Regions from separate parts of the Gossypium hirsutum genome. Here region 1 is linked to region 2. A link is a contact called in public Hi-C data. All regions are on one chromosome and are shown on one strand. Each heading gives the region's core, a stretch centred on a gene start, on an enhancer-like site or on the middle of the called end of the contact. The rest is flanking DNA. Distances are from core to core; before and after follow the strand shown.

What was found. Hi-C and Micro-C count contacts between places; a contact is called where the count stands out from the background.
Region 1: a contact with region 2 is called in a Hi-C map of leaf, with 3 times the contacts expected there. The contact joins the promoter of LOC107896115 here to the promoter of LOC107916388 in region 2. A contact is called at or near these places in 7 of 34 Hi-C or Micro-C datasets (hypocotyl and leaf).

The regions. Positions count from the first base shown.
Region 1 is chrA10:6,629,148-6,634,210 of Gossypium_hirsutum_v2.1, reverse strand. LOC107896115 (mediator of RNA polymerase II transcription subunit 9) reads left to right here and starts at 2,077. Exons shown (of 6, transcript XM_016821251.2): 1 at 2,077-2,414; 2 at 2,493-2,555; 3 at 2,655-2,735; 4 at 2,944-3,002; 5 at 3,088-3,152; 6 at 4,839-5,063. The coding sequence starts at 2,226. The coding sequence ends at 3,145.
Region 2 is chrA10:6,463,824-6,468,388 of Gossypium_hirsutum_v2.1, reverse strand. It overlaps LOC107916388 (transcription factor MYB26), which reads right to left and starts at 1,952. Exons shown (of 3, transcript XM_016845656.2): 1 at 1,548-1,952; 2 at 1,232-1,361; 3 at 46-1,139. The coding sequence starts at 1,680. The coding sequence ends at 344.

The sequences.
Region 1 (5,063 bases), core at 828-3,327, 170 kb before region 2:
AAAAACCATTCCCAAATGGGACACATATGATAGGAACAACCAGAATCCATGATCCACTCATCTGCATGTGATGTTGAAGATGTCATACTAAGAGAAAAGTCTGACTCTGCTTCACTATTGCATTCTGCAACATTTGCATCTTGCGGAGTCTTCCCTTTTTTCTTCAATTTTGGACAATCTTTCTTCCAATGTCCTTTTTCTTTGCAAAAGGAACATTCATCTTTGGCAACAGCTCGACCTTTGGACTTTCTACTCTTCCCCTTAGACTGACTTTGCTGACGACCTCTTGTTACCAATGCTTCCACTGCTGCTTCACCTGAACCTTTCAACTTATCCTTTCGGCGTAGTTCATAGCTATACAATGCAGCAGTTACTTCATTGAAAGTTACTTCCGATTTTCCATGAAGTAGAGTAGTTTCAAGGTACTCAAACTCCTCAGGAAGCGATCCCAACAACATTAACGCCAAGTCTTCGTCTTCAAAAGTCACATCCAAATTCAACAAATCAGCCACCAGCTGATTAAAATTGGTAATGTGCTCGTTCATCGTGGTACCAGGAACATAATTGAAACGAAACAGTCTTTTCTTCATATGCAACTTATTTTGACTGTTCTTCTTCAAGAATTTCTCCTCCAATGCTTTCCACAATTTACTTGCAGAAGTCTCTTTACTAAATGTATACTTCTGCTCTCTGGAAAGACATGATCGAATTGTACCACATGCCAATCGGTTGATGGTCTTCCATTCTTTATCATCAACCCCTTCTGGTTTTTCTTCCTCAATGGCAATATCTAGACCCTGTTGAAAGAGGGCATCTAGAAGCTCACTTTGCCACATGCCAAAATGACCTGTTCCATCAAAAATTTCCACTACAAATCTCGTATTTGCAGTTCCAATCCTCGGCAAAATGTACGAAGTGGAAGTTGTTGATATGGATGGTTTTTCTTCTGTCATTTTTGCCATAGCTTCTACTTAATAGCCACCAAATGCAGAATACCCACAAGCTTTAGGAAATGTTTCTGATGTGTAAGATCAGACTAAGCTGCAAACACAGAGCATACTACAAAACCTTGGCTCGGATACCAATTGTTGCGGAAGCGACGATAATATTAATAACAATATTATCAGAAATATTTAGATAATTATAATGCCAACAATTATACTAAGAAAATTCCCAGTTAAATTGGAGGGGTCACAAATGGTCCCGCTTAAAACCCAACAACTAGACAGAACTCACTTAGATATTTATAGCAATAATAACTAAATAAATATAACCAACATAAAGCTATTAAATATAAGCAAACAAATAAGAAATAAAATACCAGAGATTTAACGAGGTTCGGCCAATTTAGCTTACGTCCTCGGACACTACCAAATCAATATTTCTTCTAGAAATATTACAAAGGAGAAGATTTTGGGATGATAAAACCAAAGGGGGAGGGGTTCTATATATAACAAACCAAACCCCCTCCCTTTCTATCTTTTCCTAATGTGGGATATTGCCAATATTCAACAATATAAACTATAAAAATTTAGAAAAATATAGAGGCATGGCATTGTTGTTCAGTTACCCTCAAGTCCAATACAAATTCATATTGATTTCACTGCTTTGTCTAACACTTAAATATACTTTGATTGTTTTATGTTGCAATTGTTTCCCAAAAAAATGATTACAGAAATCCAATTTCGACTAACTTATATTAAGGTATCCGTTTAATGCTTTAACCCATCATCATCTTGTATATATAATTTTATGTAATTTAGATTTTATATGTTTTATTATATATTTAATTATTTTGTATATATATTCTAGACTAATTTTTATACTTCCTTTTCATTTAAATAAATTATATTATATTATCAACTGAGTCTTAATTTGATTGGCAACAATATTATTGTCAGTATAAAAAAAGATTATGAATAATTTTAGACATTATATAAAAAAATATTATAATAAAAGTTAATTTAAACATTTTTCATTAAAAAATATATTATTTATCTATTATTATGTATTATCTTAAAAAAATTAATTTAAATGTCGATTTTTGTGACACTCATCCCATTTCTCTTACCTCGTGGCAGAACGTAATTGGAGAAAATGGTTAAGGGGCATGTAGGGTACGAAACCAAGGGCCCGCAAATCTGTCTCTAACTGTGCACCGGCAATGGCGCGCGGCAAAGTGGTAAAGGAAACGAGGGAGCTACCCATAGCCAGCCATTGAGAGAATGACGATGGATACGTCCGCAGGAGGTGGAAGCTGGACTACGATCCCAAGCGTCCCACCCCACAGTAACGTATCTACTCCCTCAAATCAAGACCCTCCATACCTCTCTCCTCCACCTCCACCATCACAACAAGAACTGCAGCAGGATCAACATCATCAGTCACTACCTTCTCACTTTCACCTCTTACACGTATTCCTTTAATCAAAACCATAACCTTATCACTCTTTATACTTTCTTTTTGTTTATGGGTTTGTTTTGGGGGTGCAGCTGGTCGAGAATTTGGGTGATGCAATTGATAATGGAACTCGGGATCAACATTCTGATGATTTAGTTTGTTTGGTTTTTTTTTTCCCTTCTTTTAAAATTTAAAACTGGTTTATTATTTGTTTCGAAGATTACTGATTTTCTACTTGGTGGGTTTTCTGAAAGATTAATGAACTGAACAATCATTTTGAGAAGTGCCAACAGCTTTTAAACTCGATTGGGGCATCAATTAATACCAAACCTATGGTAAATTATCTACTTATCTTCTCTTGTTTCTTAACTTAAAATTTCTGTTCATAAACTGTGATATTGATAAAGCTGCATGTCTAACATGAAAGTTTTTACTCACATATTCTTACATAGTTATGAGAGTAACCCGATACATAAAATGTATTAATATATATTAGTGTTAGTGCTTCTTCCTGTAACTTAATTTATAGTTTTTGGATTGTAGACTGTTGAAGGACAAAAGCAAAAGCTGGAGGAAAGTGAACAATTGTTAAATCAAAGGAGGTTAGCAATTGGTCCTTGATTTGTGTTTTTCTTTCCTGCAACTTAAGTATTTAATGTGTACATTTCGTTTTTCTTCCAATTCAAGGGACCTAATTGCCAACTGTAGAAGCTCTGTTGAAGATCTTGTTAAGACTGAGCCATAATGCACAGGTAAGAAAATGCATACAAAACAATTTGACATAAATATTTGCTTGCAGTACTGTTCACTGTAACGTATCAATTAAGATTTCAATTTGCGTAAGAACTGCTCATTAACATTCTTTGTTTCAAAGATTCAATTTCATCGACCTAGTTTAAAAAGTGTCATTGCTTCTTTGTGTACTCTTTTTTGTGTTTTGTGTGAAAGAAGCAAGTAACAGAGTGTTTAGTCTTATAGATATTGTGGGGTTTCAGTGAGGGCATATTAATCAGGGTCAGGGCAAGGGAAGTTGTCTGGAATCAATATAGGGAAAAACCATGTAAATGCTAGTGTTTATCTTCACAACAAAAACAAAACGAATCTTACCATGAAACAGGTTTTCGAGTAATGAACAGAAAAACCGGACCATGGCAAGAAGTGTTTTTCAATCTTGGAACTATTGTGTCTGTTATTCTGCAGGTCTACTGTTTAGATTACATTATGATGCACTAATGAAACTTGAAACGGTAAATATGCATGATTTTTGCTGCATGTTTTTCTTTTGTATATGTTCAATCTTATGTTAGATTTATTTGATAGTTTATTTCGATATTGAGCTTTTAATCTCATTACTTAGTTAATTTGGACAATTTGGTAATTTTTGAATTGAAGTATTCAAGTATCTAAATTAGTTGACATTTGTGTTTTAAGGTTAATATATGTAACTAGATATTTCATGTAATTGATTGTTTGGAAAAAAATAGTTGCTTGTACATAAATAAATAAATAAAATGAAAAATAAATAAATAAAGGCTCAAGTTATGAGTGAAGATTTCGAAAACGTGACCGAATTTAGTAATCGGGGTAAGGTGTTTGGGTTGTCATTTCATCTCGCGTTAAAAGGTTCAAGTGAAAAATTGAGAACTTATAAGCACTCCACTAACCGAGCCTTAAAAAAAAAAGACTGTTTGAACTGAGTAACCGGGATAGGGTGCTTGAGTTGTCATCTTAGTTCGCGTAAAAAGGTTTGACCCTGTTTAAAATTTTTTATTAATGCGTGATTAATTAATATCTTGCAAATTATTGGATTCAAACTCAATTTAGTAAAATGATTTAGTTTACATATTTCAGTTTTATGACACTTGTTGATCAAATTATATATTCTGAGCATTTATTTATTTTTACCTATGTTGTTTGCATTGATTATGGATGCGGAAAAGAGGCTCGATTTTTAATAAATTGTAGAATAATTTCTAATGTTTGAAGAAACCATATGCTTGAGGACAAGCATGAGATGAGCTAAATAGGGGGATTTGATAACATATTGGGAAAATCTATTTGTGGATGTTATAAAGATTATTGTTCAAACTTTGCATTGTAGTTGTTTATCATTTGTCTGCAGAGCCTGTGTCCTTTAAGAGTATCAAAGAGAGGATTTAAATTCTTTTCCTTGATTTTGGAATCATTGGCCAACAATTTTGTTACCACTTCTTAAGATAAAAGGTTTTATCTATTGTCATTGAAAACTCTTTAAATGATAATTTCAAACAACACTTGCAAAGTTGTTCACCACTGTTCTAGAGCTGTTGGGTTGGATTGTCTACATGTTTGCACTCATCCTATGATAGATTTGCTTTGCTTATGCTGTTCTATATTTGCTTTCTTCTTTGGTTCTTTCATATTGATGATTGTTTTCTTCCTTGAATTTCAAACTACAGCTTGCGACAACCGGTACTTCGCTTTGCTGCATTCAGGTCAAGTGCTCGTTCTGTTGAAGTCCGGAAGTTCGACAACAGAATCCATAGAACTTGTAGTTATAGAATTAGATCATATTTCTTTGTTTTGTCAAGTCCAAAACTCTTAATATCTTGTCTACCTTGCTCCTTTTATCAAGATTTCGTTTGGAACATGATCATGTTCAAATGCAATCTTTTCCTTTTTCT
Region 2 (4,565 bases), core at 703-3,202:
CTAACACTACATATTATAGAGGAATTCTCTAGAGAGAGAAGAAGAAGAAGAAGAAACTGATACACAAATATATTCTGGAAGAGTAATATGTGAAATGAATAACCTACATATTTATTTATGGAACATCATCAAGATAGCATTATCCTCGCTGAATATCTGAATTACTAACATTTAGTATTTGATTTTCTCTCATATATTGGACCGATCCTGCATTTTACATATATATTTTTATATATATCTTATGCATATATAATATATTATATTTCAAGAAAATAAATGCTTTTACCTAGCTAAATCCACTCCAAATTATAATATAAGATGTGATGAAATCCGCCATGCCTGTCTAAGGGTCCCAGCTGCTTGAAGGAAGATTAGGGTTTGTCAAATACTGCCCGCTGGATAATGCCGATAAGGACGATGATGATGAAGATGAGGGTATCGATGTGATGATGGTATCAATGTACTCCATCTGGCTTGCCCCCACCTGCATGTCATGTGCATAGTTTGAACCGGCAGGTATCGGGGGGAAACATGAGGATAGCCTGGAGACTAGTGGGTCGATATTGTTTTCTAATGAAACCGATGGTGTTTGTGGGATGTTGCACACCATGTTCCCTTCAAGGATTTCACAGAGTTTCGGCACTGTTGGAGGACCCATTAACGGATTGTCGAAAGGTGGATTCATAAGCTTGTCACTTACAAAGTTTTGAGCTGCTTCATTGTTGAAAACTTGGACTTGATGGTGTTGATCATCATCTTGATCATGTTGAGGTCCAAAGGGTAATGTCCATGCAGGGTCGAAGGAAGCAGTATTTGAAGGGGGTGGTGGTGGTGGGAGCATTGGTGTCAAGGGGAAATGATGGTGAACCAAATCTGCATGGTGACCGAAACTTTGTAGAACAGGTGCTGTGGGGGAAAGATAAAGCTGGTCTTGTTGAGCAGCGAGGATCAAATTAGGGTTTGCATTTAGAGAGATGAAACCAGCTTCCTCCGTATGGTTTGAGCTATGAACATCAGCGAACGAAGCCAAAGCTGGGACATGATCATGGGAGATTAGCTTCTTCTTGATACTTGAATTCCAAAAATTCTTCACTTCATTATCAGTCCTTCCAGGTAGATGCTTTGCTATCTGTGCCCATCTGTTTCAATATTTTTTTAAAAGAAGACAATGATTATTACAATGATTATGAGTCAAAAAAATTCCATAATAATGAAAAAAACATTGAAGAACCTGTTGCCTAGAATACTATGGAGTTCAATGATGAGAGCTGCTTCTTGTGGTGAGAAACTCCCACGTTTCAAATCAGGTCTTAAGTAATTTATCCATCTTAATCTGCAGCTCTTTCCACATCTTTGCAGGCCTGTATAATTTAAAATTAACAACAACAACAAAAAAGAACAGCAACAAGGAATCAAATGTAGTTGGTATTTGAAGTTATATTGTCTGCAAAAAAACAAAAGGTTAGAAAAAAAAACTAGTGCAATTTAGATTGTAAAACAAAGAAAAAAAAAGGGTTATGATTATCATTTATTATGAATAAAGAAACCTGCAAGTTTAGGGACTGAACTCCAGCAACCATGGCCATAGGTTGTAATATAGTTGATCAGTTTCTCATCTTCCTCTGGTGACCATAGTCCTCTCTTCACCTTCTGCTTGTTGCAACAAGAATGGTGCCCCATTTTTTTTTTCTTTTCTCTCTAGAGAATTTGATTATCTTAAAAGCGAAAAATAGAAAAGCATATAAGAAAGAGACAGAGAGAGAGAGAGAGAGAGAGATTCTATATGGTGAAAAAAAAAGACGAGAGACCAAAAGCCCTAGAAATTTGATTACAAGAAAATGTGAGAAAAAAATTAACTTTGAAGGGAACTGATAAGAAAAGTAGAGTGAGGGAGGGGGGTGTGAATTTAATGTAGGGACTGTACCAATGGTGGCCCAGTTAGGGTTTGTGGGCAAAAGGCTAAAAACTGCAGTATGAACCTGTAAGAGTTGTATGGCTTATAATGGGATCCTCCTTGCCATGGGGGTACCCAGTACGCGTGGCACACATGCAGTTCGATGGGACCCAATGTTTTTCAACAGGTCCCACTTTGGACTTATCGACTTAATGTAAGAATCAAACTTGTTGAAATATATATACATTGGCTGATGAAAATTATTCTGACATTCTGACCTTCCAATCCCATACTAGCATTTTTCCTATGGTTTTTCAAAATATTCAACTCTCTCATCACTGGGAGTTTTGTTTTAATAATGAGGTCACCTGATCTGACGGTTGTGATTGTATCAATATGTTTTTCTTGATGTGATCTTTTGTGGGTCACCATTGGATCACTGAAACAGTAAACAGAAAACCACCTTCCCTATATATAAAGGTAAAAATAAAGTTTTATGGATTGACAGCAAAGGTTTGTAAAACTGTCCCACCATAGATGCTTTGTTATTCTGTGCTAAAAATGGATTTTAAGTGTTTGAAAAATTGAGAGTATCATTTCACATTCAATTGATTATTATTACCATTTTACTCCTTTCTTCTATACATGACTTAACTTTGCATGTAATCAACCACCACATTCAAAGCCATGCAAAGTTATATAATATATGTTTTAACTCAGTTTCATATCTAATTAAACAATTCGTCGTTGCTGCATGCTAGCTACCTAAGCTTGCTTCAACTTCAAAATCACACTGCGTTCTAAATTATCATCATCATTAAAGGACTCCTACTTTTCATTCTTTTTTCTTTTTTTTTTTCACTTAATATTATATTAATTAAAAGTCTGGTCAGTCAATGTCTAGACGATTCTTTAGTCATTATTTAATGATTTATTTTTACTAATATTAAAAATAATTCATTTTTTTTATTTGGAAATATCATGGACAGCACATGCTACTATTATTTATCAGTTACTTAGCACGTTTAAAACTGGTGAAAAGAATCTCGAAATGAAAGCCAAATTATTGATTGGCATCTAAGCAATGGAAGACAGCCAAAACTTGATGAATTAGTAACTATGCCTTAGGGACCATATATTATATTTATATTATCCGGACAATCAATTTATCTTTGATGCATATTAATAAATTAATAAATTATAATTACAACTTAATTGTACGACATAATATGAACAATAAAATAAATATATATATATTTACAAACTTATAACTTATTTATTTATATCAATATTGAGCTTACTTATTACTATTGAACTGAAAAATTAATGCAAATCTCTTAACTTTTGTTGGATCTCTGGACAAGATTGGCCACCTTACCATGAAAAATGTAAACATAAATTCAAAAGTAGATGCTTAAATCAAATTTACTTTATTTTTTATTACCTAAATTATTAATTTTCATTGGTGGGTCATATATACATACCCAAAGAGAGGTTAATCACTCGAGAATGATTAGATTATATAATTATAAGGAAATAGCTTCTTGGTTCTTAGAAAGAGTGTGTCCTTAAGACAGGGATTAAATCAAGACAAAACCTAAAATTACATATTATACACGTATGATCATGGTTTTGATATGATAGAAGTGGGTCACCTAGTACAAATGCATGCTGGTCTTTCCAATTTCCAAATTAAAAGCAGAATATTTTTCCAGGATGAAGAAATCATTATATCAATCTTTTCCATTCATTATATTATAGGTTTTTCGAATATTTTAAGTTTTTTTTTGTGATAAAAGTAAATAGATATATAAAATTATAAATTTGAATTAGACGTTAAAAATTGCAAAATTGTCATATTTTTAAAAAAAGTAACGGATTTACAAACAATATAAGTAAAAAATTAAATTGACAAATAATATATTAAAAAATGTGGTATTAAAAAAAATCATTTATGTTATTAATATATATATATTGAAAAATGTTTTATTTTTTTATAAACGTGGTTACCCTCCTTATAAAATGTATGAGCATAGTAATAGTAGATTTTTATTTCATCAATAATAAACTTTATTAATAAATTTATTGATTATCTTACAAAATTAGCGGTGTTAGTAGATGGAGAATAGTAATTAATGTGAATAAAAACAAAAGGCTAAATGATATTGGCAACAACAAAATTGATTACTTATAACCCTTTGCAACTAAAATCCAACTTCTTACAAACATTCAATAAAAATGTGAATGTTAGTTGAATATAGCTACCCTATTGGAATTAAATCTTTTATTTATATTTGGAATGTTTTCTTTCAACTCTACCCTTTCATTCTCTAGTATTTTGTGTTGGAAATATATTACTGTAAACAAAGTTGTTAGCACTAATGGGGAATCAAATTAAGTGTAAATAAATAAAGCAATCACTCTATCATGGAAGGACCATAATTTTAGAAGCGATTTTTCCTTGATCAGTGTAATCGGAAATGAACATCGCCTCCAAGGTTAACACAATACTTCCAAATTCATACACCCAAATAAGGAAGATGGAATTCAAAAGGATTTCTCTTCTTGTAAAAGTTGAGAAATAAACTGAAAGAAACTCGAGTAAATTAACCACATTAAATTCAATTCTTAGTCACAGATGATCCCACTTAAAACCTAATCTTCTAGACAG